Regions from separate parts of the Mus musculus genome. Here regions 2 and 3 are each linked to region 1. The links are chromatin contacts, called in public promoter capture Hi-C maps. All regions are on one chromosome and are shown on one strand. Each heading gives the region's core, a stretch centred on a gene start, on an enhancer-like site or on the middle of the called end of the contact. The rest is flanking DNA. Distances are from core to core; before and after follow the strand shown. Region 1 holds the start of Ptp4a1 (protein tyrosine phosphatase 4a1). Region 2 holds the start of Fam168b (family with sequence similarity 168, member B). Region 3 holds the start of Ptpn18 (protein tyrosine phosphatase, non-receptor type 18).

The links. Promoter capture Hi-C pulls out the DNA fragments that hold promoters and counts their contacts.
Region 2: a promoter capture Hi-C map of pre-B cells shows a contact between it and region 1, with 5 times the contacts expected there. The contact joins the promoter of Fam168b here to the promoter of Ptp4a1 in region 1. A contact is called at or near these places in 4 of 39 promoter capture datasets (cranial neural crest, frontonasal cranial neural crest, pre-B cells and 1 more).
Region 3: a contact with region 1 is called in a promoter capture Hi-C map of pre-B cells. The contact joins the promoter of Ptpn18 here to the promoter of Ptp4a1 in region 1.

The regions. Positions count from the first base shown.
Region 1 is chr1:30,947,348-30,952,370 of GRCm38.p6, reverse strand. Ptp4a1 (protein tyrosine phosphatase 4a1) reads left to right here and starts at 2,616. Exons shown (of 6, transcript NM_011200.2): 1 at 2,616-2,822. It overlaps LOC115487084 (a long non-coding RNA gene), which reads right to left and starts at 2,500. Exons shown (of 1, transcript NR_164183.1): 1 at 1,033-2,500.
Region 2 is chr1:34,841,083-34,846,105 of GRCm38.p6, reverse strand. Fam168b (family with sequence similarity 168, member B) reads left to right here and starts at 3,056. Exons shown (of 7, transcript NM_174997.2): 1 at 3,056-3,278.
Region 3 is chr1:34,457,227-34,462,249 of GRCm38.p6, reverse strand. It overlaps Ptpn18 (protein tyrosine phosphatase, non-receptor type 18), which reads right to left and starts at 2,504. Exons shown (of 15, transcript NM_011206.2): 1 at 2,334-2,504. The coding sequence starts at 2,426. Gm32504 (a long non-coding RNA gene) reads left to right here and starts at 1,215. Exons shown (of 4, transcript XR_373299.3): 1 at 1,215-2,491; 2 at 2,587-2,829; 3 at 2,986-5,023.

The DNA.
Region 1 (5,023 bases), core at 1,367-3,866:
TTAGTCCACATATACATTATTTGGTGGTCCCCAGTTGATAATGTCACTTGTGATCTTTCTGTGCAACAATATCATTTTGCTATGTAAATGTAATCCTTTGGTGGGGCTTTTATGGCCCCATATAATCCAAGGATTCTGAGAGTGAAATCTCTTTATACACTTGGCATAAACAGAATCATTGTTTACAGATGTGCTGTGCTTAAAAGATTCTCTATTCTCATTCGGATTTGATCTGTTGCCTTCTGAGGCCTTTAATCTTCCGTGGTGACCTTCCCTGCATTGCTTATCTTCTAGGTAATGTTTTTGATACTTAGCATATGCTGATAAAAGCTCCAAGGACAGGTTTTATTAAGGAGCTTCAAGTGGCCATCTTGTTTGGCAAAAGTGGTTCCCTTCCACTTAGGATTTCTGGAGTCTAATCACTAGATTTTCAAGGTTGTTTTCTTCTTTTAAAGTCTGTTAAATAGAGGTGCTTAATGTGCCAACCACAAGTGGGTAAGTCCTATTGACTTGGTCCACAGGGATCTCCTTGCTCAATGTTGGGATACTTACTCCTGGGATCAGCTTCCAACTATTCAATGACTAGAACAGACACCCTCAGCAAACAAAGAAACCAGCCCAAGACACCAAGTAACAGCAGCTGCCAAAGAGACTCTGACTGCCTTGTGAGAATTGAGTGGACTGACCAACAAGTTTATATCTGGTTTAAGATACATTCTTTCAGCAGCAAAGGATGGAAATCTGTCCCTTTCCAAAATAGGACTGGGTGATAATTCCTTATAAAAGGATAATCCCGGTGGAGACAATTCCCCTTCCTGAGAGCAGAAGCCAATCTTCTAGGGCTCAATGAGGACAGCTAACCAAGTACCATACATCAGCAAATATCGTCAGCAATTACGGGATCTGTGGATTACACAGCTCACAATTTGCATCACGAGTTCTACAAGGAAACCAAGACACTGATTTACCTTTGCTTGCTATTTGCTCAGTTATTTTAGCTCACCAAATTCCCCTTTGGAAAAGGTGTCATTATTTTTGTTTTACAGTGTTGACCAACCTTTGGAATAGGGGAGGCAGATTTAATATGCCTAAGTATGTTATTAATACAAGTTGGCCAAGCTAGTCACTAATTATTCTGCCCATGTTTTTCCAAAGCTTAAGTAACACTTACCCAAAGTCACTGGTCATATGAAAGGTTTTAGTTCTGTAATACTCAATCTGTCTTCGGTTGAGTTTCCTGGTCTGCTCAACTTCACTTTACTGTTCAAAGACTTTTCTTTTAATCTCCCTGCATTTTCTTAGGACTTACATAATTTAATTGTTACCTCACTTTACCTCTATTTGTGAAGGGATCTATGCTTCAAGTTCTTGACTTTAAATGGATCCCTGGCCAAGCAATTTTTAATGACGATGAGTTGCTTTTTGTTGTTGTTGTTGCTGTTATTAAAGGTCTGCCCCCCCCTTTTTTTAATGTACTTACGTTGCTTACAGATTGCATGTTTATAAGACATTTAAGTAACTATGCAAGGAAGTCTCTAAATAGAAGTGCTAATAAATCACAAAATTCGGTACACAATAAGAGAGAGCACAACTTATGATTTCTCCGGCCTAATGTGCAGAAAAACAGGGAACAAAAGGCCTCAGTGTTATTGGAAAGCTGAGTTCTCCAAAGCAGGTAAAGGTCCTGTTTACCTGTCCTAGACAAGCGAGCAGAAAGGGTTTTCAGATAAAAGCTGCCCTTGTATGATCAGAAACAGCTGCACTCAGGCTTCACTTAGAAGCCTAGATTAAAAGGACACTGGAACAGGACTGAAGATCAACAAAAGGGGAAAGCTTAGCTTTTGACGCAAAAACTTACATCAGCCCTTGATAAAGCCGAAGATTCTTAATTTAAAAAGAAAAAGAAAAAAAAAAAGCTTCCCCTTAGCAAAAGCTAACCTTTCATTATCTGAGAATGAGCAGCAGTACAAAGGATGCATGTGATTTCGAAATGCCACAAACGAGCCAACTGCAGTTGCCAGAATCAGCAGTTTAGGGGTGTAACCTAAAAAGAAAGGGGGTGGGGGGAGAAGAAGAAAGGCTAGGAAGCAACTAGGCTTCACGTGCCTCGAAAGAAAAAAAAAAAAAAAAATAGGGACATTTCCTGGGTTCCACCGGCTAATCTCTGCGGAGAGCCTTCCCACACGTGGAAGTGCCCGTGGTGACGAGAATCCCTAGTCCCAGACTAGGGCCGGGCTCTGGAGCGGTGAGTCAGCCGCCCAGCGGTCATGCGACATCAATATGGAGTGATGACGGAGATCCCCGGGCGCAAGGGCCAAGGTAAACCGTTGGCCAGCGCGACAGAGCTATGGCCTCGGGCTACAGGGTTCCGCCCGCCGGAGAGGCGTTCCAAGTTGAGGCGAACTCGCGGCTCTAGCGACCGGAGCGTTTGGTGGCGAGGACCAGCCAGCACACCGCGCCATTCATCAACCGGTTCGCACCGGTGGCGGCTGCCCCGAGTGACGTCTGCGTCCCGGGCCCCGCCTCGAGCCGCAGGCGTCCCGCGCCGTGATTGGCTGCCGCCTGTGCGCACGTCGCGCCGGCTATAAAGGGGCGGACTTGTGACGCAGGGGCGCCTGGGCGCGCGCATTGGCTCTGGGCTGCGGCCGGCTCGGCGACGCTCCTCGGGCAGCTCACTGCATGGTCGTCTGGTGCCCCCGCCGCCTGCATCCCCGCCGCCGCCCCGCGACGCCCACCGCCGCCTGCCCTGCCGCCGCCGCCTGCGCCGCCTCGGGACCGGCTGTATGATTAGGCCACAATCTTCAATGAGTAGACATATTCCTGTGAGTACCGCGGGCCCGGCCTTTGTTAGAGCGAGCGACCGAGGAGGGAAAGGAGGGTGGCCGGGCGACCGAAACGCCGGCGGCGGGGCCCGGACCCGGAGCGACCGGCAGGGCAGCCCAGCGGCTTTGTGCGCGTGCCACCCTGCGGCCTTTGTTCCGAGAAGCCGCGCGGGCGTCGTGGACGTGGCCGGGGCGGGGCGGGGCTGCGGGGGGACCGGGACCGGGCGCCCGGGGCCTCCCAAGATGGCCTCGGTGGCCGCCCGCGCTCGCCACCGTGAACCCGTGATTGCGGACCTCGCGACTGTGCGCGCCGCTCAAGCCCGGGCTTGCCGATCGCCGCCGGGCTTCGGTAGTGGCGACCCGGTCGGCGGAGGGGGACTCTGACTCGGCCCCGAGGCGGGCTGCGCGTGGGGCGGTCCGCTCTTGGGCTGGAGCAACAGGAGCTGCTGGGCAGAACTGCGCGGCTCCTGTTGAGCGAGCAGCCCTGCACCATTCCACCGCTGGCGAGCTGAAATTTCCACGGTGTCGGAACGGTCTGTGCGGTGACCAGAGGTCTGGATTCCGGAGCTTAGGGGTCATGAATCCTATCCTGGCTTGCTTTTTTTAATTATTATTATTATTTTGCTGTTTGCTTCGTGCCGGCTAAAACGGTTGGAAAACCAGAAAATCGCGATCTGTTCCCGGAAGGAAACAGCGCTTGCACACGCGCTAGATTGGGCGCGTTACCTGAAACCTGAGTGTATTTGGAACAGAATTGGATAAAGCAGATGATCCCACAGACTGGTTTGATTCTAGAGTCTGACAGACTGAAGCTAATGCTACACACATACACACACACAAATGATCCTTTTTTTTTTTTTTTTTTTTTTTTGCTTATGGTGCATGCAATTAAAATGGGACGATCTCGTCGTGTATCTTGGCTGCCTATCATGTTGAGGTTTTGCCTGTGAGGGAGTGGGAGGATATTATTAAGAAGGATTTCGGTGGTCTCCACTGTTTTAACAGAAGTGTCCTCCAGCCACTGGGTGGCTCCACTCATTTCAAAGCAGTTCAGGAAAATTTTTTTCTTGCTGCCCTCCAGCTTCCTAATGGAACTCTTTAAAAGCTATATCGGACCTGTGTATGAATGTTCAATAAAGTGCCAAATTAACAAAAACAAGGAAGAAAAAAATTTAGGACCATTTTATATACACGGGCAAAAGATTTTTATATATGCAATATATATACATATGTATGTATTTATATATATATGTATATATATAAATAAATAATATTTTTGAGATTATTGGAGGGAGTCTGCTCTCTGAAGTATTAATCTTTACTGGTAATTTACACTGGGTTTTTTAACGCACTGAATAGATGTACTTTGTGAGGGCACGTGTCGGGAATAAGTTGTCTTGCTTGTGGTACCTCCTAGTAAATAAGAGTTTGGGGGATTAGTTCCTTTGTTTCACTATAAAAATAGTCAGGGAATTTTTGACTGATTTTTTTGTTTGTTTGTTTGTTTTTTTGTTTCAAGATTTTACTTGAGTAGTTTGCTCTGAAGGACAACGGTTGTCATTGAGTGTTCTTGTTACTAAGTGCAACTGCTTTTCTTTCCACCACAAACTGCCTAGAGTAGATAGACCTTAAAGGGTTTTGTTAATTCCCATTTTACTTCTATTGGGTTTATCTGAAAGGCTTTTATGCATAGACTCTGAAAAAGTATCGTATGACTATGAATATACTAGTTGGTGCTGGCACCAATCTGCTTTAGCTTTTTTAAGGAGGAACTTATGGAAATGTATCTGTCAATGATCATAGTTATGGTTACATTGTTTGAGACCATTAGAAAGTCTTGATTTCCTCTTTTCATATTTGAATTGGATTTTAGCTTTGCAGCAGAGAAGTGGAATTGGAGTTTTAAAATAGCAAAAAGATAATATTGTGTATATTTTATTTGAACTTGTCTTAAGTAGGATATGTTTGAAGATCTAAGTAAGTCCATAAGTCCGTATTTATAAGAGCCAATCTGATCCAAAGAGATGGCATAAAAATTCTTAGGATCTTTTAAGAAGGAGATTGCTTACAGTTTCACTTAGAGAATTATCCTGCAGTGCAATGTGGTTTATAGAAACAAGATGGCCTGGCATTCTAGGCAGCCTCCCTACTGATGAGTCCTAGCGTCTTGTTTAAGTCTGATCGATTGGGATGGAACCCAC
Region 2 (5,023 bases), core at 1,807-4,306, 3.9 Mb before region 1:
CACTTGGTGAAGGAATACAGTTTACAGCGTGATTTACTTACCTTTTTCTTAGATTTGGCTTTGTAAAGACTTCATGAGTTATAAGGGGTCAAATGACCCAGTTGCCTAAAGTGTAGATTCTTCTACAGTAGCGTCATGATGCCATAAGAGATTAGAACATGTTATGGAGAACTCTTCCACACCATACTTGGAGTGAACTGCAGCCTTGCTCAGATCCCATTCTGTCCTGGGGTGATAACAGCTCCATCCTTAGGCTAGAAAAGTTCAGCACAGCCCTCTATCCCAGATCCCAAAATAACATCTGGAGGGAGCTTCCTGTTTTGTACTGTTATAAGGAAAGCTCTCTGGAATAAGTGTGTACTTGTTTAATTTTATAAGTGTGATGGCTATTCTTGGCTGTCAACTTGGCTACATTTGAAATTAACTAAAATCCAAAAATGGAGAGCATTTGCTTAATTTGAAATTGGAAGATCAACTGGCCTTTACTATGGATCCTAAGGCAGGAAGACACACCTATAATCTGGGCCACGTCTTCTTCTGGAAGCCTATGTAAGGACATGGAAGAAGGAAGCTTTTGTTTGCCTGCTCGCTCTTGCCTACTAGCAAGTCTACTCTTTCACTGGCATTAGAGCCCACTTCTTCAGGATTCCAGTGTATACTGAAGACCAGCTGAGACATCCAGCCTCGTGGACTGAGCACTGCTAAATTCTCAGACCTTCAGTTCATCGGCAACCATTGTTGAATTAGTTGGACCTCTGTCTGAAAACCGTTCTAATAAATCTCCCTTTTACATATACAGAGATTCATTCTTTAAACTCTGTTACTCTATAGAGAACCCTGGCTAGTAGAAAGTTACCTATATGGATGAGCCTTCAGAAATGGAGTTGCTGAGCTAAAAGCTCTGTGTCTTTGTGTGCACTGATCCTGATACACATCTCAGAAGGTCCCCTCACCCATCCAGCTGCTGGGTGTCCACTTCTGAGGCTTCACCAACAGAGGATATTGCCTTTTTTAAAGCAGTATTTCCCAGCCACTGGTAAAAATGCCACCTTAATGTTTGTTTGCTTGAGGTTTTGTTTTGTTGCCTTTCTTATTGAAACAAATTCTTGATGGCCTAAGAACTCACCATGTAGGCCAGATGGCTTCAAGCTTGAGGCTCTCCTTATATCTCTGCCTCCAAAGTCCTGTGTCTTAAAGTTTTAACCTGAATTTTTTTGTGTGTATGTAGAGATACAGTTGACTTTTTTTTTCCATATTATTGAGACCTATTTATATGTTCTCGGCTATAACTGGTTCTTATTGGCCTCTGGAAGGTCTCAGAATACTAAAGAGATTAACCTTTTGTGGTGTTTCATTCTTAATCAAGTGCCTTTTAATTTTCCTTAAGGTGATTTCTCCAAAACATTTTCAAAATTTTAATGGAGACTGTTCTCTTTCACTAGTGGGCTCTGAGGACCCCCAGGCTTCAGTGCAAAGCTTTTTAACCTGCTAATCCCACTTCCTTGCCCCTCCAATCAGTGTTCCTCATAGGCATTGTTGGTGGCTTTTGACAAGAGAAGTTCTTTACTCCATATTTAGAAATGAACTTCCCCATGTTCTCTTCTTTTTTGTTTCCACACTTAAAAATGTATGCCTTTTTTAAAAGTTGGAATCTATTCTGGTGCATGAGTTACAGATACAGTCTATACGTTTGTGGTGGCCCCAGTACCAATAATTTAGTGATCCTTCTTCATCCTCAGCTAGTCATGTTTGCTGTGGAAAAAAAATGGTGGGAAAAGCCAGGCATGGTGGCACATGTCCTTAATCCCAGCACTTAAGGGCAGAGGCAGGCAAATCTCTGAGTCTGTGTAGCATACACAGTGTCAGCTCTCAGGCTAGCAGCCAAGACATCAACATGTAGATTTTTTTTTTGAACCTTTAAGATCCAAATAATAGCACCTAGTGATATGAAATATTTTATTAGATGTCAACTTCTCCCAATTGTTTTAGTATACTTCTGGATTTCCCATTACATTCCATTGGTTCATTATTTGTGCACTAGTGAGCTTATCGGCTGCAGCCTTTAAATATGCTTTCATATCTGATAGGAAGCTTAACTGCCCCTTTTTTACTATTCTCTATTCCCAAACATTTCCTAGCATGCATACTTGATGTTGACTTTTCTGTTTTGTGAAGCCAGTGTGGTTTGGGGCTTGCTCTAAGTGCTTGTTATTTCTTAGCTCTGTGACAGATGCAAGCTTACCGGGGTAAAAATCTTTTTGGTGGCCTTGGAACTGAAAGATCAAAAAGAAAAGAGGGTGGAGAGATGCCTCAGTGATTATTTTTCTTCTCTAGACAGAATTTTTCTGCATAGCCTTGGCTGATATCAATCCTTAGACCAAGTTGGCCTCTAACTTAGAGATCCCCCTGCCTCTGCGTCCCAAATGTTGGGGTTAAAGGCTATGTTTGCTGCTTGCTCTTATAGAGCACCTGGGTTCAATTCACAGAATGGTTCATAAACATCTGTAACTCCCTCTTCTGACCTCTGTAGGCGTTAAGCAGGTACTTGGCAGTGAACACACATTCTTGCAGGCGAAACACTCACACACAAAACGAATACATCTTTTTAAAGGGGGGTGGGGAATCCCAGAGATGGCTCAGAGAAGTTTCCATCACCACCGCACGTAGGAAAGCTAGAAATCCCCTGTAACTCCAGCTAGAGAGGATCACATGCCAGCACTCTTGTGAACAACCCCACACACAGCTACACACTTACACGCATATTAAAAATAAAATCTTAGGACTGTGCTCGGTGGCTGTCGCTTTAAGGCCAGTACTCTAGAGGTAGATGCAGGAAGAGCTGTAAATTCAAGGCCATCCTGGTCCAAAACCAAACAAGGACAAAACAGGGGAAATGCTTACAACGGGCCATAACTACTTTCTACAAGGATGTTTGCAGCCCGGTTTTAGCCGGAGCTTGAGCGGAGGCTCGCAGTCTAGGCGCGCGTCCTAGCATCCGGGCATCTCGCGCAAGCCTCTCGGGGCGCGCGCGCGCAGCTGCGTCACGTGCCCGGCGCGCCCCCGGCTGGCGCGCGGCGGGCGGAAGTGAGGTCGTGGGCTGCGGTGTCTGCGCAGCGTCGGCGGGAGCGGGGGCCGCGGCGAGGCTGGCGGGCGGGCGGGAGGCAGCGCGGGCCTAGCGGTCGGCCGCAACCGAGCGTCGTCTGGGCACTGCCCGTCGCCGAGCCCCACGCCGTGCCGGCTCGGGCCGGCGCGCGCCGGTCCCGGAGGCTCAGGCCACCGTGAGTACGGGAAGCATGGGGGCGGCAGCTCGGGGCGGGCGGGCGGGCGCGGGCCGGAAGTGCGGCGCTTTGTGCAGCGCCTGGTCGGGCCGCGCGGGGAGCAGGGGCGCCGCTTTGTCCGCGGCGGGCCGGGGGGCGGGGCGGGAAGGTCGCGGGGCCGCCGCAGACCCGGCGATCCCCCTCTCGCTGGAAAACGTGGGCTTCGGAGGGTACCTTAGCAAAGGAAGGACGTTCCGGGCCGTGGCCCAGGTTCATCTGAAAAAAGAGAAGGACGACCTGCCAGCGCGTCCTCGGCTGGGTGTTCTCTCTCGTGGTATCTCCTGCATTGTCTGAGCTGATTGTTTTAAGCACTCACGTAAACATCTTGGAGTGTTCTGCGTGCAAGGAGGTTTGCTAGTGAAAAGGTTCACATGTGCGCATACACACCTTACATTTAAAAAAAATTTAAAAAAAGAAAAAAAGGTTTGGGCAGTTCCTATGCCTTAAACTCTCCACTTCGCCTTGTGTAAGATGAGATGATTTTCTGTAGTATGACAAGATTTTAAATTAGAGTAGTTCTGGTGCAAGTAATTAGGACGGCCTTTAAAACTTCGGTAGGTCAAAGGCTAATGAGTGGTTTTCCCTTTGACAGCCAAGATTTGAGAAATCTAGGCCACCTTTCCTAATGCCGAAGCTACTGTGGTGGAAATCGTTGAAGGGCTTGCTTTCTTTAGTCTTTGTATAAAGCTGGCTCATTTTTTTTTTTTCGGTAGTGTCTGTAGTTTACTCGTGCAGCATTTTTGGAATGTTTTGACATGTGAGAAAAGCTTTACGGGTGTTAAAATTAATTGTAACCAGAACCAAATGAAAGTTAAGGTCTAGTAGGCGGGGGCTTCAGGGTTTTGAGTTGCTTGTCTCTGCATTCACCTAGGAGGTGTTGAGAAGCGGTTGATAGAATTGCCCTTCTCCTGACCTCCTGCCCCTAAGGGTGGAAGTGACCGTCTGTATAAGGCCAGTGCCTGGAACCCAGGAAGGAGGAGGAAACCGCTGGCTGCTGTTACTGGACTTTTCTCCAGTCTCAGATTGGTTTGGGCTAGCTCTACACCTGCCTTTCTGTCCATTTTAATGTTAGACAGAGATGAGAAGAAGAAGAAAAAAAATGCATGTTAAAAATAATTTTCGAAGGTCCTATGGTTTAAGGGAGTTGTCTTCCTAGCTTGTCTTATAGACGGTTAATTTTTATGGCCCAGCTGAGAACAGTTTCGAAGCATGAATGTGTTAGTGTCTCAGTAGTGATGCCTGGCTTCTGTCTGTGTTCTGTAGTTTTGTTTGTTTGAGATCAGACTTCTCTACAGAAAAGCCCGACGTTGTCTGGGAAGGGCACAGACAGCAGTGAATGCTGAATTTGGTGGACTAGAGAGTTTTCTTGCAAGACTACTCTCCTTGCTATCAGACATAAGGAAAACTTTCCAATGCTGATATTTTTCTAATCAATCTGTAATTTACTTATTTAAGCATCTATCTCTGGGATAGAGACAGTTACAGCACCATGAAATTCGTGTTGATATGAAACACTAGTAAGACCTTTAAAATGTTGCAGTTACCACTTCAGCTCAACACTAGTGTTTATGTTTTAAAACTCAAACTATGGACTAGAGCTATGGCTGGGCAGTTGAGAGTGCTCCGTGGTCATGCAGAACCTCCAGTTCTTCTCCCAGCACTGTTTTAGGCAGCTCACAACTCCCTGTAACCCGGGTCCAAAGGAT
Region 3 (5,023 bases), core at 1,255-3,754, 3.5 Mb before region 1:
CAAGACCCCCACCCCCAAAACAAATTAAACTGGGGCCAGGGAGATGCATCAGTGGGTAGAGGTGTTTGCCACCAAGCCAGATAACCTGACTTTCACCCCAAGGTAAGATAGAAGGGTAAAAGTAGCTCTCATGGTTGTCCAGTTCCCCCAGAACATGTGTGCACACATATAATTTAAACAAGTTCAAAGTCATCCTTGGCTACATATTCAATTCAAGACCGGCCTGAACCTGTCTCAAGACCCTGTCTCAAAAAAATAATAGGGCTTAGAAAAGATGGCTAAGTGGTTAGGAGTGCTTTCTGCTCTTATAGAGAACCAAGTTTGGTTCCTGGCACTAGCACTGGCCAGATCACAAGTGCTGGTACCTCCAGCTTCAGGGATTCAATAGCCTTTTCTAGTCTCCAAGAGTATCTATATACACACATGCATACATACATATATAGCTACATGCGCCAAATAAAAATTAAAAATACTTTAAACAAGGTACAGCATGACAATATGCTATAGATATGAGGTATAACATGTAGGAAGATGCTATAGGTGCTTTATAGCTGTTGCATTATTATAACTGGTGAAGAGTACCGCTCTTATCGGGTGCTCATATTTGCAATGACTGGCATTGTGTTTGGGCCACCATTCCAAAGTGGTTTACTTATGTTGGTCAGGTTTTTCCAGCCCCCAGAGACACCTTCTTCCTGTTTATGCATATCTTCTTGCTTATAAAATGTATACTTTATGCTAGTAGTTCTTCTGTTACAGCATTTACATATGAAAATTATCTAGACTCACATTTAACCTGTCCATATGCTTGTGTGTATATTTACTTACTAACTTAATACATTTGGTTTGGGTTTTTTGTTTGTTTGTTTGTTCGTTTGCTTGCTTTTTGGGTTTTTTGGTTTGGTTTGGTTTTAGGTTTGCGAGACAGGATTTCTCCGTGTAGCCCTGGCTGTCCTGGAACTCACTCTGTAGACCAGGCTGGCCTTGAACTCAAGAGATTCACCTGGCTCTGCTTCCCAAGTGCTGAAATCAAAGGTGTGTGCCATCATCACCCTGCTATAAATTTGGTTCTTATTAATGTTTGTTGTATCTGTTGTGGTGTTTGGTTGCTTTGTTGGGTTTTTGTTTGTTTGTTTTGCTTATTTAGTTAGTTGGGGTTATTTTTTTTGTTTGGTTGGTTTTTTTATTGTTTTAGAGACAAGGTCTTCCTACATATCCCTGGCTGTCCTGGAGTTCACTGTGTAGACCAGACTGACCTCAGACTTACAGTAACCTTCCTTTCCCTGCCTCCAAGTGCTAGGATTAAAGGCATGCACCACCACCAGAGTTTCACTGTTACTGGTTTACATATTGGCCTGTGTAAACTATCTTTTTCATTCTTTGAAACAATCTCCAGAGTATTCCAGAGTGGTCACAAAATTATGTAATTCAGGCTGGCCTTGAACTCATGGTTATCCCCCGGTTTTAGGCTACCAACTGCTAGAATTACAGGCATGTGCCACCATGCCAGGCTGTAAGTGATCATTTAATGTCACACTTATTTTTATATCATTGTCATTTACATTTCTAAGTTTGAGATAGTGTATTACGTATTTGGATCATGTCACTCTATTTAAAATACGTCATTACATGTTGTGTGCCATGGCTGTTGAGTGGCAGTAGCTCTCACAAGCTTGATTGGCCCGAGGTAACGTTTACAACCTTTGTAAACCATGTTAAAGGCAGGTGCATACAGTTAATATAGCCAGTGAATACCCAACGCGTGCTAGGTGCATCTACCCAAACCACCTAATTTTCAAACCGGCTTGTCTTTTATCATTCACAATTCAAAACAGGTGAAAATGAAGTCAGAGCTCCCAGGGCCACAGTTCTGAAAAGCCCTAGGATAGACTGGTAACGCGAAACCTAGGCTAGGCTACAAGTTTCCTCGTTCCTCTTTCTGCTGCCCCAAACCACTTCCTCCCTGGGATTACAAGGTGACCCAGGAGTGGCCCGGGTTGGGGACTCGAGTCCAGCGCAGGTGTGTTGCCTCCCTCCACGGCGGAAGCCACGGCCCCGCTAGGGAGAAGATTGCACCGGGAGCTCGACACCGACACCTGAGTGTGTCTGGCTCCTCCTAAACAGTAGCCGTCTTCACCCTCTGGGCACCTGTGGGCAAAGTGCGGAAGGCTGGGAGAGTCAGGGTGAGAGAAGTGCGGGAAGAGGAAAGCCGAGAGCAGGAGGGAGGAGACGCCCCGGGAGCTGAGAGGAAAAGGCAGAGCTTTCATATTGCACAGGTGGACAGCCGTGGGGAGCGCCTGGCTGCGAAGCTTGATGGCTGGAGTGTCACTCACGCTGAACTCACGAGCGAGGATTGCCCCCTCCCGGTAGTCCCGGGCCTCCAGCTGCTCCAAGAAGCTCCTCACCAAGTCCGTATGGCGACTCATGCTGCGACCCGCTCTGAGGTCTCCCACAAGGAGTGATCCGACTCCGAGAATTTAGCCACTGCGAGGTGGGGCCTCCATTCCAGCAGCCAATGAAGACCGGTAATTGGCAGGCTCCTCGGCCAATGGCACTAGGAGTTCACTCCGTTCGTCCCGCCCATAGGTGCTGGCTGCCACCGCAGCCGAACTGGCCGTCCAAGTAGCTGCGGGTCCCGCAATTCCCCACTGGCGCCTCGGGTGCTTCGGCTGCCGTGAAGCTGGTGGAGTCCGCACGGAACGCTCAGTCCCATTGGCCTTTCCAGGGGGATGGCTGCGCTCTCAATCTCGCAGGCCGGGTTCCCAAGGTTGCTCCGGAGTCCTGCGAGCGCTGAGGTTCACAGTCGTGCGACAGCGGAATATGAGAGAGGTCGGGGACTTCGAATAAATATATTCCCTGCACTTTGCTCTGGGAAAAGGCCTATTTCTGAGGGTAGGGGGTGTGATTTCACTTTTGGAACCTGCTGGAAAAGCGGGGACACCAGGATTCAGTCCTAACTTGTGGATCTTAACCCATACCCCTCAGGGAGGAAGAGACTAGAGAGGCATTGGGAGGAAAAGTGGTCTCAACACTCACTCCGTCCCCCTTCAGGAGTTTGAAGAAGATCTTATGCTGAAGCTCCTGGGGTCCTGGAGACTAAAGACTGGAGAAGAGCCGTGCTAAGGTTTGTAGCTGAATTGGTAGAGTGCCTGTCCCAGCATTCACAAGGTGGAGGCAAGAAAATCAGAAAGTCAAGGTCACCCTAGCTTACATTGTGAATTCAAAGTTAGCTTGTGATGAAATCCTGTCTCAAAGTTAAAAAAAAAAATGGAAGAAAGGAAGGAAGGAAGGAAGGGAGAGAGAGAGAGAGAGAGAGAGAGAGAGAAAGGAAAATGTTTTAATGATGGTGGAATGGTTCAGTAGGTAAATGCCTTGCCACTAAATAAACATGACAACCTGGATTTGATACCTAGGACCCACATGGTGGAAGGAGAAAATCGACTCCAGAGTGTTGTCCTTGGACAACTACACAGGCTCTATAGTGAGGGTGTATCTCCCTACACACAAAAGAAAATAAAAGGGGGTTCTTTCCAAAACAGGCTTCAGCAGATGGAGTAGCACCACCTGCAAGGGAACCAAAGAATTTCAAGCATTGCCAACTCTCTGTTGAGGGAGGGCTCTGAGGAGATCCGTTTGGGGTCGTGTGCAAAAGTAGGGCTAAGGCGAATTGAAAGTGCTTTAAGCATGCTGAGCGGAGCGGTGGTGGCACACGCCTTTAACCCCAGCACTTGGGAGGCAGAAGCAGGTGGATTTCTGAGTTCGAGGGCAGCCTGGTCCACAGAGTGAGTTCCAGGACACCCAGGGCTATACAGAGAAATCCTGTCTCGAAAAACCAAAAAAAGAAGTGCTTTAAGTCACTGGAAGATGAGTGGGATCATTGGTAAAAGGCTGTCAACTTGGTCATCACAGTGTTTAAATGAAGGAATGGATAGCATCTTTAAAAGCCAGACAAGACTTTATTGGGTTTTATCGCTAGATCTCTGTCTTACGTCACTGTGGGTCTGCCAGTGGTGGCAATGCAAAACAGCCAGATAGTATGAGGGTGATAGTATGAAAACTTTTTCACTGAAATGGGGAAGATGGCAGTAAGATGGCTCAACAGGTAAAGGTCTTGCAGCCACACCTATTAATAAGTGCTGCATCCCCTGACACACATGGTAGAAGGAAAAAAAATCACTTCCATACAGTGTCCTCTGACCTCCTTATGCCTTGTGCAGAAGCACTCAAGTAAATGTAATTTTTTTAAAAAATGCTAGGAGGGCTGGAGTGATGGCTCAGCAGTTAAAAGCACTGACTGCTCTTCCAGAGGACTGAGGTTTGAGTCCCAGCACCCACACAATGGCTTGCAAACACCAGAAACTTGAGTTCCAGGGGACCCAATGCCCTCTTTTGGCCTCCACAGCACCAGGCTTGCACATTGCGCAGATATACTGGCAGATACATAAAAATAAATTCTTTCTTTCTCTGAGACAGGGTTTCTTTGTGTAGCCTTGGCTGACCTAGAACTAGTTCTGTAGATCAGACTGGCTTTTAAGTCACAGAGATCCACCTGTCTCTCTACCTTGAGAGTGCTGGGATTAAAGGCATGTGCCACCACCAACCAGCCAAATAGAATTTTTAAAAGTTTTAGAAACCACATTGACACCAATCATTGGATTTTTGTCGCAATTTTTTTTAAATGTGGTTTGCAGACGCTAGTTTGCTGGACCTCGCTTAAATATTGGGAGGTGAGAGTAATATCGAACTGGTTCAAGTACTGAGGGTGAGTGAAGTGTTCAGCCCTAAAAGGGACGTCTGTATCCACTCTCCGAAGTCAGGGAACGCTGCAGAGGGTTGGGAGTGCCATGAAACATTGTCTCCTGGATGTGACCTAGCAGTTGCAGGTGTGAGCTCCTAACACTGGGCCCACCCAAGTTCCATCATCATTAAGTTGGGCACAGGGGGCCTCATGCTTCCCTGAGAAGCTATAGACAGTTAATAGCTATGAAAGGGAGGCATACTCCTTAGTGCTACACCCACTGGT